2 separate regions of the Mus musculus genome follow, and region 2 is linked to region 1. A link is a contact called in public HiChIP or PLAC-seq data. All regions are on one chromosome and are shown on one strand. The core of a region is the stretch at or near the end of the contact, and the rest is flanking DNA. Distances in the headings are between cores, read along the strand shown. Region 1 overlaps Rara (retinoic acid receptor, alpha). Region 2 has its middle 17 kb from the start of Tns4.

The links. HiChIP or PLAC-seq counts read pairs in DNA pulled down with a chosen protein or histone mark.
Region 2: a CTCF HiChIP or PLAC-seq map of the NIH/3T3 cell line shows a contact between it and region 1, with 9 read pairs. The contact joins two enhancer-like sites. A contact is called at or near these places in 3 of 39 promoter capture datasets (cranial neural crest, liver and maxillary cranial neural crest), 1 of 15 datasets of contacts at CTCF or cohesin (the NIH/3T3 cell line), 3 of 484 Hi-C or Micro-C datasets (cerebral cortex, pancreatic cancer cells and spermatogonial stem cells), 10 of 115 datasets of contacts at active chromatin or transcription factors (CD8 T cells, Th17 cells, craniofacial prominence and 5 more) and 2 of 9 other capture datasets (adipose tissue and liver).

What each region holds. Positions count from the first base shown.
Region 1 is chr11:98,949,208-98,954,456 of GRCm38.p6, reverse strand. Rara (retinoic acid receptor, alpha) reads right to left here. Exons shown (of 9, transcript NM_009024.2): 2 at 3,662-4,212. The coding sequence starts at 3,839. Among named protein-coding and RNA genes, the nearest start is that of Gm22061, 5.4 kb to the right of the region's middle. Within about 2 kb of position 2,821, at least 165 of the 459 cell types and tissues checked have an H3K27ac peak or open chromatin away from gene starts, as enhancers often do. A contact at or near this core is called in the NIH/3T3 cell line, adipose tissue, liver and 1 more, where this site is marked.
Region 2 is chr11:99,103,202-99,108,450 of GRCm38.p6, reverse strand. No RefSeq gene overlaps it. Among named protein-coding and RNA genes, the nearest start is that of Tns4, 17 kb to the right of the region's middle. Within about 2 kb of position 2,265, at least 140 of the 459 cell types and tissues checked have an H3K27ac peak or open chromatin away from gene starts, as enhancers often do. A contact at or near this core is called in the NIH/3T3 cell line, adipose tissue, liver and 1 more, where this site is marked.

The DNA.
Region 1 (5,249 bases), core at 1,572-4,071:
GCGCCCCCTACTGGTGGGAAGTCGGAGACCGGGTCTCCAGTAACCAGAACAATATTCAACAATGGTGGTGAGGTCTCCATAATCTCCAATGGCCCCGGAATGCCCCACCCCACCCCCCTACCCCCGGTGTCCTCCTAAAGCTGACTATCTGGATGTCTGCCGTGCTTTGGCCTGGCTTCCTCTGCCCTCCCTCTTCTATACACGAGTACAAGGTGACTCTACGGAAGGAGTGAGTCCACATGAAGGGTTGTTTTTGTTTTTTGTTTTTTTTTTAAGGCGCAGATAATGTCCCGACCCACAGTAGGTGCACAGCAGCCTCCCATTCTCCCGGGTCACATGCCAGGCACACACCAAGTGTCCCCCGGGATGAGCTCGCACAGTATCTGGTCATGTGTCTGTGTTACCTAATGTCGCTGTGTTACCAACCAGGAAACAATGCCAAGAGATCGACACATACGTGACACAGGTGTCTAAGGTTTTAACCTCGAAGCCCAAGGAATGCCAAGGACGCATAAGCCAAAGAGGTTCACCCCTTGGCCCCCAGGCCAGGAAACACAAAGACATTAGAGATAGAGCCCCCCACACACACACATTATGAAGGTCAAAGTCTCTGAAGCCCTCACATCAAGACACCTCTGCCCCTAAATCAGGCCTGCCCCCCTCCCTCCAGCCCTCCCCCACTCCCCCCCCAGCCCTCCCCCACAGCTCCACCACAAGCTGACATTCCCCTCCCCAGCTCTGGATTTAATTCTTAGGAAACACTGGTCTCACCCAGTATACACAAGCCATTAACCCCTCCCCCCCTTCTCAGCATACTCAGCCCTGACCCCCTCCTCCCAAAGAACACACAACCCTGACCCTCGTCACACAGCACAGAGAAGACCAAACCTCCACAGCAAACAGGCTTCAGGGGCCAGGAGCCAAAGGGACAGGAGTCTTGTGCTATCTCTGGGGCCTCCACCCTGGTTCCCTAGGAGACTCCCAGTAGGACAATACCTAGCTCTCCCCACCGTGACCTGGAGGGGCCTTGGCCCTCCCACAGGTCACCTGCAGAGTACATACAACACACCTGAGGTGCAACCTTGCAAGAGGCCCAGGAAGGGGAGGCCATCTCCACAGACGTGGGATTGGAGCGGGGGGGGGGGGGGGGGGTTGGGGGGGGGGGAGCCTGGAAGATCACCAGGACATAGCATCACTGCTGCAAGCCACTCCACACACCCCCCTCCAGGAACTACCTGACACCTTCTAGACCCAAGGGCTAGGGGAGACTAAAGCTGCAAAAACTTTTAGTTGTTTTCCAGGTACCAGGAGCACTGTAGGAGGGGGTGGTCTCAGAGCCAAGGCCTCTGGTCCCTGGTCCTAGAAGGTGCTCAGAGGCAGGGGAGTAGGGAGGAAGAGAACTGTTGTTGTTTACTAGGAGAGGGGGATGGGTGGGAAACCCACAGACTCACAGAGGCAGGAAGAGGGCATTGCCTAACCTGGGTGGAGAAAGCCAAAGAAGGCTGCCATTAGCCCAAAATCCGGGCACCCCACCCTAGGAGTAGGTTACCAGGGTAGGGGTTCACCCCACCCACCTCTAAGAAAGAGGAAGGAGCTTGCAACACTCAGGGGGAGGGCTTTTCCTCTCACAGGGGCCAGATCCTAAATCCCCCTGCAACCTTCCATCTAGTCAGGTTCATGTGTCCAGGCCCCTGTGACATCACGGGGCAAGCATAAGTGGTCCTTGGTGGCACTGGCGTCCAGGACTCCCCAACTCCTCTCCTCTCTCCTCCTTCCTCTTTGGTTTGTTTTGTTCTTTTTTTTTTCCCCAAGACAGGGTTTCTCTGTGTAGCTTTGGCAGTCCTGGAACTTGCTTTGTAGACCAGGCTGGCCTCGAACTCAGAACTCCACCTGCCTCTGCCTCTTGGGTGAAAGGCATCCGCCGCCACCACCCGCTTTCCTTTCTGTCTTAAAAACTCCACCCTGAAAGAAAGCACAATTCTTCCAGCTCCTGGGATGTTTGAGATGGAAGCTCAAATGCAGGGAGTATTTTTACATAGGTTTCCCCCCATACCCCCAGCAACTCTGAGCCCCAGAGCTTGATCTCCTTATTAGCACAGACTAGGAAAAAAAAAAAAAAAAAACCAGAACACAGTAGGGGGTCTCAGACTCTGCTGAGTAAGGTGGAGAGAATAAAAGGCAGAATTAAAAAGTGGAGGCTTAGGGACCCTGAGGTAGGGCTAGAGAGACCTCTCAGTGGTTAAGAGCACTGACTGCTTGCTCTTCCAGAGGTCCTGAGTTCAATTCCCAGCAAACACATGGTGGCTCACAACCATCTGTAATGGGATCCGATGCCCTCTTCTGGTGTGTCTGAAGACAGCTACAGTGTACTCATATAAATGAAATATATCTTCTTCTTTTTTTTTTTTTTAAAAAAGAGGAAACTGAGGTAGCACTTGTCCACTCCCTAACCCTAGGGTGTAAAGGCTCACAGGCATAGACTACCTGCTCCTGAAGGCTGGTGAGGCCTGGAAGGGAGGGGGCTGCGACAAAGCCATAGGCAGCGATCCAGGAAGCAATGGTGGCTGTGGGCAGACATCCAGTTGTGGGCAGTGAGGCGCCCAGCCAGAGCCTGCCCCAGGGACAAAGAGACTCCCTGGCTCCGGGGAGAGAGCGCGGCCCCCACACCAAGAAGGGGGCACTGACCCAGCCCAGCCGGGCACACAGGGCAGTGGTGCCAGACAGCTTGCCAATGGGAGGGGCAGTGGGTGCCAGGCAGGGTGCTCTTGTCCCTGCCAACCAGGAGAGGTAGGACACGTTTCCCAGGTCAGCAGCTGACCAGCCGGCCGGCCAGCCAGCCATGGCCGACTCTGCCGCTTCCACTCCCTCCAGCCCCAGGCCAGGCCCAGATCCCTCCTCTAAGGCTCTGGCCTGGAGCCCAGCTGGGCCCTGGGGGCCAGAGTTACTGTAAGCGGCCTGGCAGGCCCCAAGCCTGGACTTTGCCAGCTGGCTATAGCCACCGCCACCTCCCACTACCTGGCTTGGCCAGCCAGGGAAGGGCACTGAGACCCCCGCCCAGCCAACGAGTGACCCTCATGGCAGAGAGGAGAGGTAGAAAACACCCTGCCAAGCCTGTGCATGTGTCCAAGGCCAGAGTCCAGGCAGAAAGCCCCCATGGAGTCCCTCCCTGTCCTTCTGGGGCGGGGGAGTTGGCAAGGGGAGGGCAAGGGCTCCAGCTGTGCTGAGCTGCCCTGGACTGTCTCTTGAAGCCCTTTCCCTCAGAGTACTGGAGGGGGGATGGAGGGGGGGGTTCATTCTCACTGTGTAGGGCTGTCATTTCCACCAAACGTTGAGAGGTTTGTTTATCCACCTCAGCCTCTGCATCCATTCCTACTCAGAGCTATTTATAAGGCACTCAATAGCATAGCACCAGGGACACAGAGACAAAGGGGGACAACATAGGAAGAAACAAAATGGTCTCACCTCCCCTCTAACCCCCAGTATCAAACGGACCATCTTCAGGTCCCAACCCCACCCACCACCACACAATGGTCACCCTGGTCTAGAAAAGACCTTGCCACTCATCGGGTCCTCCAGTGGAACAGATGTGTCCAGGAACCCAAATCCAGAGGCCAGCCACCCGCCACACTCCCTTCCCTCAAGCCTCCCCACACAGACTTACTGGCTGGGGACGGTGTGCTGTAACCACTGACTGGAAGCTGGTGCTGGAGGCTGGTGAGAGCGCCGGGTGGGGAGAGTCCACCCAGCATAGGGGGAAAGAAGAAGGCGTAGGGGGGTACTGGGTACCCATTGAGGTGCCCGCCCCCAGGTGTTGGGCAGGAACTGCTATTGCTGGCCATGCCAAGCAGCCACAGTCAGAAGAGCAGGCAAACAGTCTGGCAGGTAGTTGTGATGGCCTTCACGCAGTCCCTCTTCCTCGGGGCATGGGGCCGGGGGGCCCAGAGGGGGGGTTGGGTGGTCAGCCCACCCCCACCCCCTTCTGTCCCTGGAGCTGCAAGTCCCAAGTTAGTCAACTTTAGTCTTCTGGGTCCCCCTCCCTAGCCGGAGGGGCCAGGTGGATTGGGGGATGTCCCAAGAATCCGTCCTTTGGTTAAGCGGTCCTGGGAGACACTTTTGTAGGAAGGTCCAGAGCTGGTCTTCAGGGTATCAAAGAGGATGCCACTCCCAGAAGGGCCCCAGGTAGGTGGCTGGGGGGAGGCATGTCCTGTGGTGCTGCAGAAACAGGAAAGACACAGGTAAGTGGGCACTGAGCGGGCACACGGGGATTCCCCACGGTGCTCCCCAACCTGGGCGGCCAGAGATTTTCCTGTGGCACCCAGCTGAGCAGACACCTGGCACCATGCCTGGATGGCAGGGCCAGCCTAGGACCAGGGCCCAGACACTGCTGGGGATGGCAGGACAGAACAGCCAGGCTGGGGATATGGGGACAGGACCCAGAGTACTGGATGGCCTCTCACCCAGAATGCTTGGGAAAGGGTCCACAGTGTGACCCCAAAAGATCCCTGCAGCTGAAGCAGGCAGCTGGCTCTCCTTCCCCCAGTGCGGGTTACCTGAGGTCAAGAAACAGAGGAACGCGTGCTGGCAGGGAGGGGGGGAAGCCGCTTCCCTAAAGCAGTGGCACTTCTCAGAAAAATGACTCCTAAGCTAGAGGGGGGCCCTCTCTTACACCACTTCCCTCCCCCTAAACCTAGCATCCCAGATTAGTCTGTCCCTCCCATGAGTTCCATGCACTCAGGGAAGTGGACCTCCAGGTCTCCTAGGCAACGTCTCCAATACAGAACAGTACAGGTGGCCCTGGGAAGGCCTATGTCAGGAAGACAAGGCTTGCCCAGGATAGAAGTCCCCAGCAAGAGAGACTTAAGTTCAGATTTCATCGGACTTCCATCCATCTGCAAGGGCAACACACAGGATGGGGGCTGGTAGGTGGACAGGAGATGCAGGACCAGCCGCTCCCCTCACCAGGGTATACACAGACTCACACCCTATGAGCAGCTGAAGCCAGCGGGGCATACATACATGGGGGCGGGCGAGAGAGAACACCTTGGCATAGGTTCACAGCTGTGACCTACAGCTTCCCTGACACAGCCAGATAGGCAGACGCAGAGCAGAGGGGGAAAAAGAGAGAGAGCTAAGGATATTCCAATCCTGTTTGAGTACAGATTAGACCTAAAGACATACCATGTACAGGCACCTGTGTATGTGTGTCGGTGGGGGGATGGATAGACAGGTGGATGGATGGATGGATGGAT
Region 2 (5,249 bases), core at 1,016-3,515, 150 kb before region 1:
GCCTGGTTCCTACAGCTCACTGGAGGACATTCCACATGGAACCATTCATCCATCCTGACGAGACTGGGGAGTTCTGGGGAGGCATCGCCAACATAAAGCCAAAGTATGGACAGACTGTGAAGGTCAGAATGGACCAGGGGACTCCAGGGGCAGCAGAGAATTTAAGAGTAAGGTTCACTCACCAGGATGTTGTGACAGAGGATGCAGGCTCTGCCTCCTGTGGTCCTGCCTTGGTGACATTAAACTTTTACAAGTAAGGAAACAGGGGCTGGTGAGATGGCTTAGTTGGTAAGAGTACCCGACTGCTCTTCAGAAGGTCCAGAGTTCAAATCCTAGCAACCACATGGTGGCTCACAACCATCTGTAACGAGATCTGATGCCCTCTTCTGGAGTGTCTGAAGACAGCTACAGTGTACTTTACATATAATAAATAAATAAATCTTGAAAAAAAAAAAACAAGTAAGGAAACAGAGGCCCAAAGAACCCCCCCCACCATGCAAGTCAAGGTCAGGCTTTTGGCCTTCTGTCACATCTCACAGCCAGTCCAGCTACAAGGAAGTGAGACAACCTATCCAAAAAATGGTGCCTCAGAGATACCAAGGGACTCAGGTCTCTGGATTTTAGTACCCTGGGCTAGACCCAAGAGAACATCTGTTAGCTGTGTTCCTGGGGGAGGTTAAGTTTCTCCCCACCTTCCCCCCTGAGACCACATCCATGGGTCACTACTCCATTCTGTTATCTGAGCCTTATGATCTTTCTATTGTAACCCGGGTGGCTCTGCCCAGTCCGATTTGAAAGCTAGTTTTCCTTAGTCCTTCTAGAGGAGAGTTTGGAGTTGCTGCCATACCCTCTGAACTTCCTCGTGTGCGCCGCTGGGTCACCATGGTCAGTTTGCTTATCTAGACTTAGGAGCCCATGGCTCCTGATGTCCCCAGCAGTCAGGAATTGTGTGTGCTCATTTCTCTTGGGCATCTTTAAACATGGTCCAGGGTGAATGGGTAGACAGCAAAATGTTGTAAATCAGGAAGGGAGAGAATGGCGTCCCCTGAGTGGGCAGCTCAGGCCACTGAGAACCATCCTGGACTGTGTCACTCGAGCAGGTAACCCTGGGGATAAACGATGGGGCCGATTCAGACCTATGCCACCCTGCCACACACCCTCCCCACCTCATACATACCCCATTCTACACGCCCACACCCACACCCCCAATCCCTGCTTCAACCTGCTAGCTGGTCACTGGAAACTCTCCTCCCTCTGACTTGCAATCTAAATGTTACTTCTTACCCTCCCCTAAGGTCTGCTGAGCAGTCCTTAAAGCACATCTCTGAAGCTGGGTGGGGAGCCAGATGCCAGAGAACAGGACAAAATCAGCCCTCTACCCCCAGGGCAGACAGGAAAGGAACCAACAGCTGGAGACCAGACTCTCTGGGTCCCTAGCAACCCTGTTAACACTGACCCCAAGCACAGACAGTCACAGCAGGGAGTGGTGGGCCTGGGCTTCCTGGGTGACACCCTCACACCCCCGTGGGCTCTAATGAGAAAGCACTCTTCTATACTGAATGTTGTCCTGGCCCCCACAGCTAAGCCCTTCAAAGTCACAGACAGCCATCAGTGTGTCAGGGGCATTCAGTGGGGCAGGGGTTGGAGGTCCTACATCCCACCCACAACATACATCATTTATAGGTTACTGACACCAAGGCCTCCACACTCCTGCTGGGCTCCTAGCAGATTCAGGCCCAAAGCCAAGAAGCTTCTGTAACCCTGGAGAGCTTCCACCCGGAAGGGGAGACTCAGACCTTACTCTGGGGTTGGAGCTTAGGGGGTGCGGCGGCTGTTAGGTTTATGCTCCCACAACCTCAGGGTTCCTCTATCCACCCCTCCTCCAGGGAAGGGTGCGGGCCTGTGTGGGAAGGGTGGAGGCTCCGTGAGTAATCAGGTTACAGAGGAATGAACTTGCAAGAACCTGAGTCAGAGGCAGGAAGAGGAGACCAGGTCTGGACGCCCCTCTCACTGGCCCCATCGACCCCTCCAGGAGCAACCCTCAGCTCAGGACTGCCTGAGGCTTTAAAAGGAATGGGTCTTTGCTAGGACGTGGGGGAGCATGCCCTAGGAGTTACAAAGATCCTTAGCATCAAAAATGCTGTAAACACAAGTGGTGGGGGAGACCTTGATGGAGGCTTTCCCAGGGTCCCAGTTTGTACAGCTGCATGTGTCTTCTGCACGTGTTACCTGAACATACCTCGGGACTTTGCCCTTTCAGCCTGTCTGGCTCACCCAGTGGGAGGCAAAGTCCAGCGAAGCTCTCCGGCTCCCTAGGGCAGACACCTGAGGGTGCCCACTGACAACATGATCTCCAGACAAAAATCATGTGCCTAGAACTCCTCCTCCATCACCACCATCCTGCCTCTGCTGCCTCTGAGCAGCTACAACCTTGGATCTCCCTCTTCATTTGACCCTTTGCCCTGTTGTCTGGTAGCCACGCAGGGCCTTTCAAAACACAGGGTCACATCAATGCCTATTCAGATGTTCTGTGGCTTCTCACTGATCTAGGGATAAAGCCAAGTGTCTAGCCTGGTGCTCAAGGGCTAGCCCTAGGCTACCTCCTTAGCCTCATTTCACCATTTGTGATGTAGGTTACACTAAGTGTTCGTTCAGCCCTTAAGAGGCTACCACTTCTCCTACCTACCCCAGGACCTTTGCACGTGCAGTTGCTACCACCTGCACGCTCCTCCATATCCCTCTTTGCAGAGCTAACACCTACTGTCTTCGGGGTTTCTTGTTTGTTGGTTGGTCTGTTTTTGTTAGTCTGGGGGACTCCTCCCTGATATTCCAAAGTCTGAAATGTAACTTTCTCTCCAAGCTCCAAGCTCCATCACAGTCTGAGATTATACACATTCCTGGTTGTTCTGTCTCCATCAAACCTCTATCCCTAACACCCTCCTGCAGGATGTGGATCAAGACCCAGCCCCAGTCCTGACCTCTGCCTGCAGGAGGCTTAGAGCCAGACCCAGGAAGGCCTTGCACCTTTAATCTAGTTAATCATCTCTCTTGTCCCAGAGACACTGAGAGGAAGAGCTAGAGGTGTGGGGGCACAGGGGGGGGAGTGCTGGGAGGGGGGCTGCCTAGAAGGAGTCACCTAGAAAGAGAAAGCCAAGGATCATTTGCTGGAGAGAGAGATAAGATGGTCAGAAAACAGGAAATGGTAAGCTAGAGCTGTTGGCTGGGGCGGGACAGTTGAGAATCAGGGCTTCAGATCAAAGCCACAGGAAATGGTGGTTTTCTCAGAAACGGAAGAACCTGATCAAAGCCACACTTTCCCGTCTGGGTGGGGTAGGCAATTCATTCACCAATGATTCTCTTAATCATTGGTATTTGAAAATATGAGAGAGCTGTTAAACAAGCATTGATTGAGCAGGTCTGGGTGCCGGGCACTGTGTTATGCCCGGAGGGCACAGCAGTTGTGTAAAGAGGATCATCCTCTATGCCTCTGACTTCACAAGCATCAGTGTCTCAACAGGCTTCAAGCCACCATCTGCAGCCCTGGCCATGAGTGACTGCCAGCCTTTGTACCCAGCACAGAAGCCAACAAAGCAGCGGCTCTCAACCTGTGGGTTGCACAGGGGTCGAGCATCAGACATCCTGCATATCAGATATTTACCTTATGATTCATAACAGCAAAGTTACACTTATGAAGTAACAACGGAATCATTTTATGCTTGGGGGGTGGGGTGTGTGTCACCACAACATGAGGATCAGCATTGGGAAGGCTGAGAACCACTGAGCTTCGGAGGTGGCTCAGGAGTTAAGACTATGTCCTGCTCTTAGGAAGGACCTGAGTTTGGTTCCCAGCACTCACTACTACTGTATCTCCACTCCAAGAGATAATGATGCTCTCTCTCTAGCCCTCCACAGGCATCCGCACTTAAATGTGTACAACCCAGCACACACGCGCAAACACACACACAAACACAGACACACAGGCACACACACACACACACAAACACAGACATACACGCACACAATTTAGAATAAGCTTTTTTCAATTTTCTTAATTTTTTTTATGTGTGTATATGTATTTCCCCTGCATATACGTCAGTGTGTCACATAGGTGCTGATGCCCTTGGAGGACAGCAGACGACATCAGATCCCCTAAGGCTGGAGTCATAGATGGTTGTAAGTCACCATGCCGGTGCTGGAGATCAAACTCAGGTCCTCTAGAAGGGCAGCTAGCTAGTGCTCTTAACCGCTGAGCCAAGTCTCTGGCCCTGTGACATTTTTAAAGCTACTATTTCTCAAACACTTTACCCATCACTCCCCCAGCTCCGATACAGCCAAGAAAAATGTTCCCAAACACGGGCAGGCATGGTAGTGTATACTTTTGTTTGTTTGTTTGTTTGTTTTGTTTTGTTTTTCGAGACAGGGTTTCTCTGTGTAGCCCTGGCTGTCCTGGAACTCACTTTGTAGACCAGGCTGGCCTCGAACTCAGAAATCCGCCTGCCTCTGCCTCCCAAGTGCTGGGATTAAAGGCGTGCGCCACCACGTCCAGCTGTGGTGTATACTTTTAATCCAACACTCGTGAGGCCAAGGCAGGCGGATCTCTATGGTCTACAGAGACGAAGTTCTGGTCCGGCTAGGGCTACACAGAGAAACCCTGATTTGGAAAACAAAACAAACAACAATTCCCAAAACACACATCTTGTTGTGTCCTGCCCAGCTTGAAATCCCTCAGGCCTCTCCACTCCTCTGAGCGTTAAGTCCGTGCTTCATGAACACTGGGGTGGATATGCACTCTGCCAGCATGACTTAGGACAAATGGCTTTCTTTCTAAGACTGAGTGCTTTCCTTTATTAGTAGACGTCTTAATCCCAGGTCCATTTCATTTCAACCTCAGTATGACTCCGGCTGGGGATCACAGTGTGCCCCATAATCCAGCTAATTGACAGGTGGGTGGAGAATTGAAGATTCAAAGCCAGTGTAGACAACTTAGCAAGATCCATCTTTTTTTAAAAAAAAATCATTTTTGTAAAGGCCTAAGGCTGTTGCTAAGTGCTTCTCTGGCTCAGCCTGTGGAGCCTGGAGACTGGCAAATCCTATCCCACCCCACTCCTGACCCCCGTATCCCCAGTTGTGGTTCTTCTCTTCTGTCCAAGGTCAAGTTCCTCAAATGGGTCTGTCAGAGACCCGGATTGGCCAGGAGAGTGTGGTCAGTCACAGAGGTGACCACCTAAGATCCCATGACCAGAGTGGCA